Regions from separate parts of the Hordeum vulgare genome. Here region 1 is linked to region 2. A link is a contact called in public Hi-C data. All regions are on one chromosome and are shown on one strand. Each heading gives the region's core, a stretch centred on a gene start, on an enhancer-like site or on the middle of the called end of the contact. The rest is flanking DNA. Distances are from core to core; before and after follow the strand shown.

The links. A called contact is a pair of places that touch in the nucleus more often than the background predicts.
Region 1: a contact with region 2 is called in a Hi-C map of seedling, with 3 times the contacts expected there. The contact joins the promoter of LOC123447867 here to the promoter of LOC123447865 in region 2. A contact is called at or near these places in 2 of 6 Hi-C or Micro-C datasets (leaf and seedling).

What each region holds. Positions count from the first base shown.
Region 1 is chr4H:58,942,357-58,946,552 of MorexV3_pseudomolecules_assembly, forward strand. LOC123447867 (mucin-1-like) reads right to left here and starts at 2,851. Exons shown (of 1, transcript XM_045124575.1): 1 at 906-2,851. The coding sequence starts at 2,646. The coding sequence ends at 1,321. LOC123447870 reads left to right here. Exons shown (of 7, transcript XM_045124576.1): 6 at 67-208; 7 at 370-812. The coding sequence ends at 521.
Region 2 is chr4H:58,127,904-58,132,078 of MorexV3_pseudomolecules_assembly, forward strand. LOC123447865 (calmodulin-interacting protein 111-like) reads right to left here and starts at 2,657. Exons shown (of 11, transcript XM_045124572.1): 1 at 2,313-2,657; 2 at 1,707-1,868; 3 at 779-1,614; 4 at 503-692. The coding sequence starts at 2,609.

The DNA of each region.
Region 1 (4,196 bases), core at 1,601-4,100, 810 kb after region 2:
TTCCTTTTGACGATTCGCGTATGTTTGAATATCCTGGCGTTCTGATATAAAAACCTCTGGATTTAGGTGCCTGAGGATGAACCGCTGCAAACAAACATCAGGAGCTCTCTACTGTGGTCTGAGAAAGAAACTTTCGAAGGGTATGACGAAGAATTTATCCCTGGGCTCCTGGAACGTCTATCTTTTGCCGCGTACCAATCAGTTTCAGGTGACAAAAGATCATTCCATTTTCACCTCTGATCACTTCTTGATCACAACTTATGTTTTAAATCTCAATATTACCTGGAATGACGAACTAAAGAGATGGCGCAGAAAGGATGTACATCAGTTTCATGTAGTCTCATCTAACATTAGAGTCATACACTACAGGTATGTCAGATGCAGAACTTCTTACCCTGCAAAAATACAAGATAAAGGCAATGGATTCAACAGACACGCTGGAAAGAGTAAACAGCGGAATCGAGTACGTAGAACATAATATCGGTATGATTGCCGCTAGACTGGCAATTCAGAATATATGACCCTCCGATCTCGGTACTTCTTACGCAGTCACGTGCATATGCCATCATCATCACCAGAGAATTATATACTGAGTACCTAATACTTGTAAGATCCAACTGATGCTCATGACCCAAAAAAGATTTAGTTACATTCTCTGACATCAGAAGGTCTTCACTTAATTTACATCTGTGTTGTATACAAGGAGAGGTCCAAGTAGCACAGCTTGATTATTTTTGACACATTTGATGTACATTCAGAGACTAATAGGAGAGTGCATACTGAATAAACTCTCGCAATTTCGTTTCCGAAAACGTTCACAACTCTGTTTTCCCAGCACCTTGTATCGGTTCGGTTGTTTGGGCTTTATATATATAATTGGAAGAAAGCTTGTTTTGAGAAATGCGTTGCTCAAACAACTCTTATAACTTAATTCCATGAGATAATTCATACACCTGATTACATCTGGAAAGCCAAAAGGCTACATGCTCTTGTATGAACTCTGTAGAATCTAAACCGAAGTGATTCATACAACTGGTTGATCTGGAACGCCTACAAGGCTACAAGCTCCGGTATGAACCCTAGAATCAAAATCGAACTAATTTGTAAAACTGATAAATCTGGAAAGCCTACATACAGGCTAACAGCTCTGGTATGAACTATGTAAAATCTGAACCGAAGTAATCATCTCGAAAGTAAATAATGGAAGCAAAGATACTATTCCGCCCGCTGATTGAGAATCAGCAGGAGGAAATCATGAGTGGGCTAACGGGTTAGCATGCTGAGCTGCAAATCCCCCGGTAGCGCTGGCAGAAGTATCGCCTACTCCTGCGGAGCCATCTCGACGCCGAAGATGCGGATGAAGCCACGCATCCCCCTCCCTTGCTCAGCCGTAGCCAAGCCCGGAGCGGAGCTGCTCACGTTTGCAGGAGTGGCACTGGATGAGGAGCCCGGAGCGGAGCTGCTCACGTTAGAAGGAGTGGCACTGGATGAGGAGCCCGGAGCCGAGCTGCTGATGTTAGCAGGAGGGAGACGGGACGAGGAGCCCGGAATTGAGTTGCAGATGTCAGCAGGAGGGGCACGGGATGAGGAGCCTGGAGCGGAGTTGCTGATGTTTGCAGGAGGGGCACGGGATGAGGAACCAGCATAGGCAGGGGCTGGCCCCGCCGTGTTGTGGTTCATCCGCAAACCGCGATGTCGAGGGGCCGAGCGGGGTTTGCGGGGCCGTTTGGTGTAATTTGGCCACCCTGGCCGGTCCAACCAGGCGCTCATCGAGCTGTGATGCATCGTCCGGGCCAGGGAGGCAGATACGACCTCCTTGTCCTGCAGTTCCTCCTCCATCCTTCGCATGTTCCCATGATCGTAAGCAGCAGGGGTAGCGAGAGCAGTTGCAAAGGCCATTGGCGCCACCGCGTCCGGAGACGGTGCAAAGATTGCATCAGGTGGGTGCGGCCTTTTGATCCCGCGTGCGCATGCACCAGCAACGCCATTGCCATGGCCATAAGTGGCAGGGGCTGCCGAATCTGGTGCAAGGGCAGTAGGCGCACCGGATGCCGGGGTATGTGGAGGCGGTGCAGAAGTCGCAGCAGAAGGGGCTGCCACAATCGCCATAGTTGCTGCCGCACGAGGATCCACGATGTTCACGGAGGAGTTATTAGTATTGGAGGCGAGCTTGTTAGCCATCTCCTCCTCCTCCTCGTCGTCATCGCTGAGGACAACAAGGACGGTGTGGGTCTTTGGCACGTCTGTTGACTCGAGTACATGATATGGGGGCGTTACGGGTTCCTTTCCCTTGGGAATGTTGGCAGTGATGCGTTGGCCAGAGACGGCCAACTCGTTGGCCTCCTGGCGCATGATCTTCTGCGCATCGCTCACATATTTGGCATAGCGCCGTTTGTCCAAATCCTTCTCCTGCACCCTCAGGGCAAACTCCCTGTCCAAGATCTCCATTGTCCTAGCCCTGTCCGTGGTCGCCCCATTTTTAAGGCCTTGACTGCCCGATCTGGTCCGAAGCAAAGTTTTGGTAGCGAATAGATGGTCCTCGGCCTCCTTCTCGGCCACCCCCAGATCCATACCTCTCTCCTGGTGTGGAAACGGCTGCCGGTTATCAGCAGTGTCTGAATCTTGAAGCGGCATCGATGAATTCATGCGGCCACCGCGACCATCCTGACCACTGCAACCACCCTGACCACCGTCTCCTCGCCGTAGGCGTGGCGAAAAGAGGCGTAAGAGGGGAGCAGCTCCCGTCGGCGGTCTTCCTTGATTAGCATGGCCGCGACGTGATGAAGGGCTTCCGTGGTTGAAAATACGGCGGAACTTTCGCTTCCTGCTGCCGCGGGTCGATGAGGGAAGATCTTCGGGGGTCATCGGAGGCAAGGGGAGTGGGTGGGTGGGTGGGTGGGGGTCTTCTCTTCTGGAGAGAGTAGACATTTGGAGGAGTTTGGCAAGTTTTGTTGTGTGAGGAGAGCCTTGTGGTTCTGAGTACCGGTTAAGTAGGCGTGCGGCCTGGTTAGGGTTTGTTTCTTTCCTCTTTTACCAAAGAAAGGCTGCCCTCCTCCCTCTCCAACACGCACACAGCAAGCACGGACATCCATGTGGTTATCCTTTTTACACACGGTATCGACAGATCGATGTGATCATTCATACTTTGTGTTTTACCATGCGTTCCTACTCACAACTGGCATTTGTCATGGTTCTGTGTCAAAATAGGTTGTCATTAACTTCACATGTTTTGGAGTTTTGTCGATTCAATGGAATAAGGAAAGAAACACAACCCCCACCGCACCGTTCATCATTTGTGTTTGCCATGCATTCATACTCATAGCTGGAATTTGTAGTGGTTATGTGTCATAGTAGGCCATTAACTTTACATGTTTTGGAGCTTCGTCGATTATATGGAATAGAGAAAAGTCCACATTTCAAGGCTTAACTAACCATGTGGTTTGATTTTCAACCCTGAACTCTAAAATCGGTTGGATTCAACCCTCAACTTGTCACAGGGTCCAGATTACAACCCTTGACTCAGTAGGCTGGTCAAGCGGTTTTGACCGAGTCAAAGCTGACTGGACAACACAGTCAGCATGCCACGCGCGCATCAATCCAACCCTATACCCATCTTTGTCTCTTGTTCATTCATAGCCACACCCCGCACCCAAGTCCACCCCATCGCCGCCTGGGTCGCAAGGGCCGCCGCCTGAGTCGTGTCCACAAACTCCACCGCCGGCGACCAGAGACAGGCGGCACCGCCACACCGCCGGCAGGTTCACCCTCTCTTCCCTCCCTTCCCCCCTCTATTTCCCTTAGGTTGTTGTTGTTGCTGCTAACCCTAGGCATAGACAAGTTGTTGTTGCTAGCTTGGGCTTGTTGAAACCCTAGTAATACTTTCTCATTTTGTTTTTTCATCTTTTATAAATTGAATGGATCCTATGGATTTCATGGTTGTGCAATTCCATTTCAATGGTGCGTTTGTGCGTGAGGGTCAAAATTTGGAATATGTTGGAGGCAGGGAGGAAATTGCTCATGTCGAGCGGCGCAATTTGTCCTTAGGCACTATTGTTGTTAATATGAAAGTGCATTCGAGTGTTGCTCGACGAGGAGTAATCATGATGCTCCATTGGTCATGTCCTAGAAAACAATTGTCTGATGGATTGATGGGATTAGTTGATGAAAATTTGGTGAAGCTGAGGGATCGATAGAAG
Region 2 (4,175 bases), core at 1,407-3,906:
CTCAAGAGATAATGGATGTTAACACCTAGCTTACCCAAAATCTACTTCATTGGAGATTCTGTTTTGTATCTTCTTCGATTAAAATAAGTGTTAAATTAATTTTAAAATGGTAACTTCACTAAAAATGAAAAAAAAAAGTGAAGGATGAGGTTCCTCTAAAGATGAATAACCAATGAAATATATATAGGCATGTTTAATGCTTTTATCAAACGTTTATTTTCATTTTGAACAATAAGGGATAATCATCCGAGGATAGGAATCAATTTAACTCAGATTCCGGAAGTCATGAACAGAAGATTGCTCATTTTTCTATCCCACATGATACAGGTGAGAGAGATAATGTTAAGAAATTATGACATTAGCCTCCTAAAAAAGGTACTACTCCGTCTTGTGTCAAAAAACATCTCACAATATGGGACGGAGGGAGTAGTATATTAGAAGTTTCAAGTGCAGTTGACATGACAATGAAAAAAAGTGGTTAGCCATTAGAAGAAAATCTAACCACAGCAGGTGCAGCTTGCTTAGCTGAAGTGAAAGCGTCATACAATGCTTGTTCACTTTCACCGTGATACTGACTAATAATCTCTGGTCCATTGATTGTAAAAAGATTGGCTCCCAGATCATAGGCACATGAAGACGCAAGAGAGGTTTTCCCTGTTCCAGGTGGACCATAAAGAAGAATACCTTTATACCTTAAATGAACAAACAGTATATTGTTAACTAAGTAACTAACAAATAAATGTGTTTGCAATTTAGCAGGGATAAGTTCACACTATACCTTGGTAAATCATGCAAACCATTCATCGGCAGACAAATTTGATCTGCCAGCGAAAATGAAATCATTTCTTTTACTTTTGCTGACACTTCAGATAACCCACCAAGCCTTTGGTCATGATTGGTATCTTCATTTCCTGTATCAGCACATATGGAATATTCTGGTAGGAACCCTAGCTTATCTGACCCAGACTCCTTTGAAGATGACAAATCAGAAAGGTGCACTTTTGTGGTTCTGTCAACAAGGAACAAAGCAGGGGTTTCAACCAATTTAACAGAGACCTTTGCATCAGACATCGAATTGCTTTTCTCATGCACTACATCCAGGGCAGATCCATCTGTTTCTGCACGCAAAACTACGAACATAGATAGTTTCCCGCAGATTGGGAGAGGAACATAGTTTCCTTTCATTAAGTGCCTACCACCAAGCCACCGTGATGCAGAAATCTGCAGCAAGTCATTTATTTTCTCATCTGCTAATACTGATTTTGCAGTGGCCCGATCCAAGCACAATGAAGAGCCACTGTAAGATGCACCATCATGGGATTCATTTCTGCATGGAGAAGTTGAAGGAATCCTTTTAGGTGACTCCACAAACATCACATTTCTTACAGGATGGCAATCAGACTCTGACTTATTACGGCTGGGTGGTGCAACTTTTGGTGGAACTAGACTAAGGTAGAGATCGCTGCATTTTATCACTCTCAAAAACTCACCACCATCAGTTTGTTTTGGGGCTTGAGATGTATATAGGGGGCTAATTAGCAAAGGACGACCTATTACAGGGTATCCCAGAGTGCAGGCAAGGTCCCAAGAGAGCTTGATGTCATTCTTTTGAACCTGATAAGGGTGACCGTCCAATCAGCAACTTTTACAGTTCCGTATTCACGACATTTATACACCAAGGGAAGAAAGATAACAAAGGCACGTACCTCACATGAAGGGGAAACTTTGGCAGTCACAAAGTTCACTCCAGCTTCATTAGAGATGAGATCATTGTCCACATCAAGATCAAAGAATCTGGCGCACTCCTCAAATAAGCTATCAAGTGGGAAGCCATCTAAACTGTTACTACTTGAAGAAACGAGTGACACCTGAGAATAAGGAGACATAGCTCAGCTGACACGAACAAAACAACACATAGACACTGGTAAGCTAAAGTTTTATCTTTATTGGAACCCATTGGAAGCTCGAATGTCAGTTCTACGACCAGGGTATCATAATCCAATGTAGAAGTATGTGCTAAACTGCTAATCTTATTTTCAGAAACAAGCTGTAAATATGATGCTTTGTGGCAGTATTGAAAAACAGTGTGGGTCAATCAGCATATATTTAATTGGCCAGATGTTGACCAAATAGAACATCAAGGGGCCACTGTGAGATACATCTACACAGTCAAAGGTCGGCTCACAATCGAAATTTCAATAGCAAGAACTGATGTTACATGGAACATGGTTTGCATTGAAAACACAAGTGTAGTGTTTAGTTAACTACTAGTAGTTCGGTGCAGAAACAAATCCTAATTTTGAGGAGCATACAGAGACGAGGCACCCATGCCGCAGCCCGGCGCTGGCCATGGCGTCCACGGAGAGCCAGAGCCTCCCCTCGCCACCGCGGATCCCGCCCCTGGAGACCACATCGAGGACGGTGCCGGTGAAAGAACCGGCGCCTCCGCGGGGTACGAGCGCCGGGTACCGCGCCGCCACCCTTGCAGCGGTGGACGGGAGGTCCAGGATGCAGCCGCCGGTGCCTTCACGGGCGCGAGAGAGGGGGGTACGAGGTGACGGCTGGGGGGACACCGACGGCTTCTTCTTCTTCTGGCCCTTCGAAGACATAGGGTATAAGGTGGCCTTTGTTTAGTGATTCCTGATTCTAGCACAGTCAAAATCCGATTTGCAAACAAAGAGTCAGATTTTACCTTAGCTGTGTAGAATCAGATTCTACAAAATGCACTAGACATGCCCAGAAGCTGGAATCAGCGAATTTGCTGATTCCCGAGCTGCCACTTACCCCCTCTCAACTTTGGGCCAATTTCTTCCCGTTATTACGAGGCAAATGCCACCGCACCCCCAGCCCAACTCCTCCACGGGCAAGTCTGGTTCGCTCGATCCCCACCCTGCCCATCGCAGATCCGTCGCGCCGCCGTCCCCTTGTGCTCCAGCGCCGGCGGTCCCCTTGTGCTCCAGCGCCGGCGGCCCTTGTGCTCCAGCGCCGCCGTCCCCTTGTGCTCCAGCGCCGTCGTCCCCTTCTGCTCCAGCGCCGGCGGCCCCTTGTGCTCCAGCGCCGCCGTCCCCTTGTGCTCCAGCGCCGGCGGCCCTTGTGCTCCAGCGTCGCCGTCCCCTTGTGCTCCAGCGCCGGCGGCCCCTTGTGCTCCAGCGCCGCCGTCCCCTTGTGCTCCAGCGCCGGCGGTCCCCTTGTGCTCCAGCGCCGGCGTTCGTGGCCTTCCGGACATTATGGACATTTCACAACACTTGTGGTTTTTCTACAGCAGGGCAAACAAACATTCAGCTTCAGATTCTTAAAATCCACAGCCACAACTGATTTTCAGAATCTAAGCTATAGCTGATTCTTGGGAATCTGTAGCCCAAACAAAGGGGGCCTAAGAATTGGAATTGCGTCAGCATACGTTCCCCTAAAATGAATTTAAGTGAATTTAGTTTAGAAGTAAAATGCACTACAGGTACTTTAACTTGCACTAGCAGCTCGCTTTGGTCACTCTACTTAGCATACGGTCACTTTGTACGATGAGACGTGATTATGTGGTCGATGTTTACGTAAGAGTCAGATACATCGACGTTTTAACTACATGTTGACTAGTCTCCGTGTCAAGTGTCGATTGGAGGAGCGAACCGTTGGGAAATTTTCAAAAAAACCCTCCCACCTCGTTTCAATCTCTGGTCGCCCTCCCACCTCTCCATCATCCGTGTCTCTCCACCTCCCATGTCTCGTCATTGGAGGCGACGGCGTGGGTGAGGAGAGAGCAGTTGATCGTCGACGTTCTGGTCGGTGACGATTTTGGATGTCAGGTTGGAAGAATCGACCGTGGAGGAGGGTCTCGCCACCGTGGTGAAGACAAGGCATCGCTGCCATGGCTGCAGTTCGTCGCCCGACGGAGCTCGTGTCCTCGAGTAGAGTAAGTGAAGATTTTTGGCCTATTTGACATCTAATCGAGTTTTCTAGAGATGTGATTCAGTTAGTCCAGGGTTTCTGTTGATTATGCCCGCATTGGAAGAATTATAGGGTTTTGTGGACCGATTTGGGGATTTCTGGTAGGGCTTTTGCCACGGGGTGAAAAGTTAAATATAGGCTTGATTCCACATCCAATTGAGTTTGTTAGTCACAGCTACGGGTTTGTTGTTCACATAATTTGTCCTAAATTGTACTACGGTTCAGATTTTGTG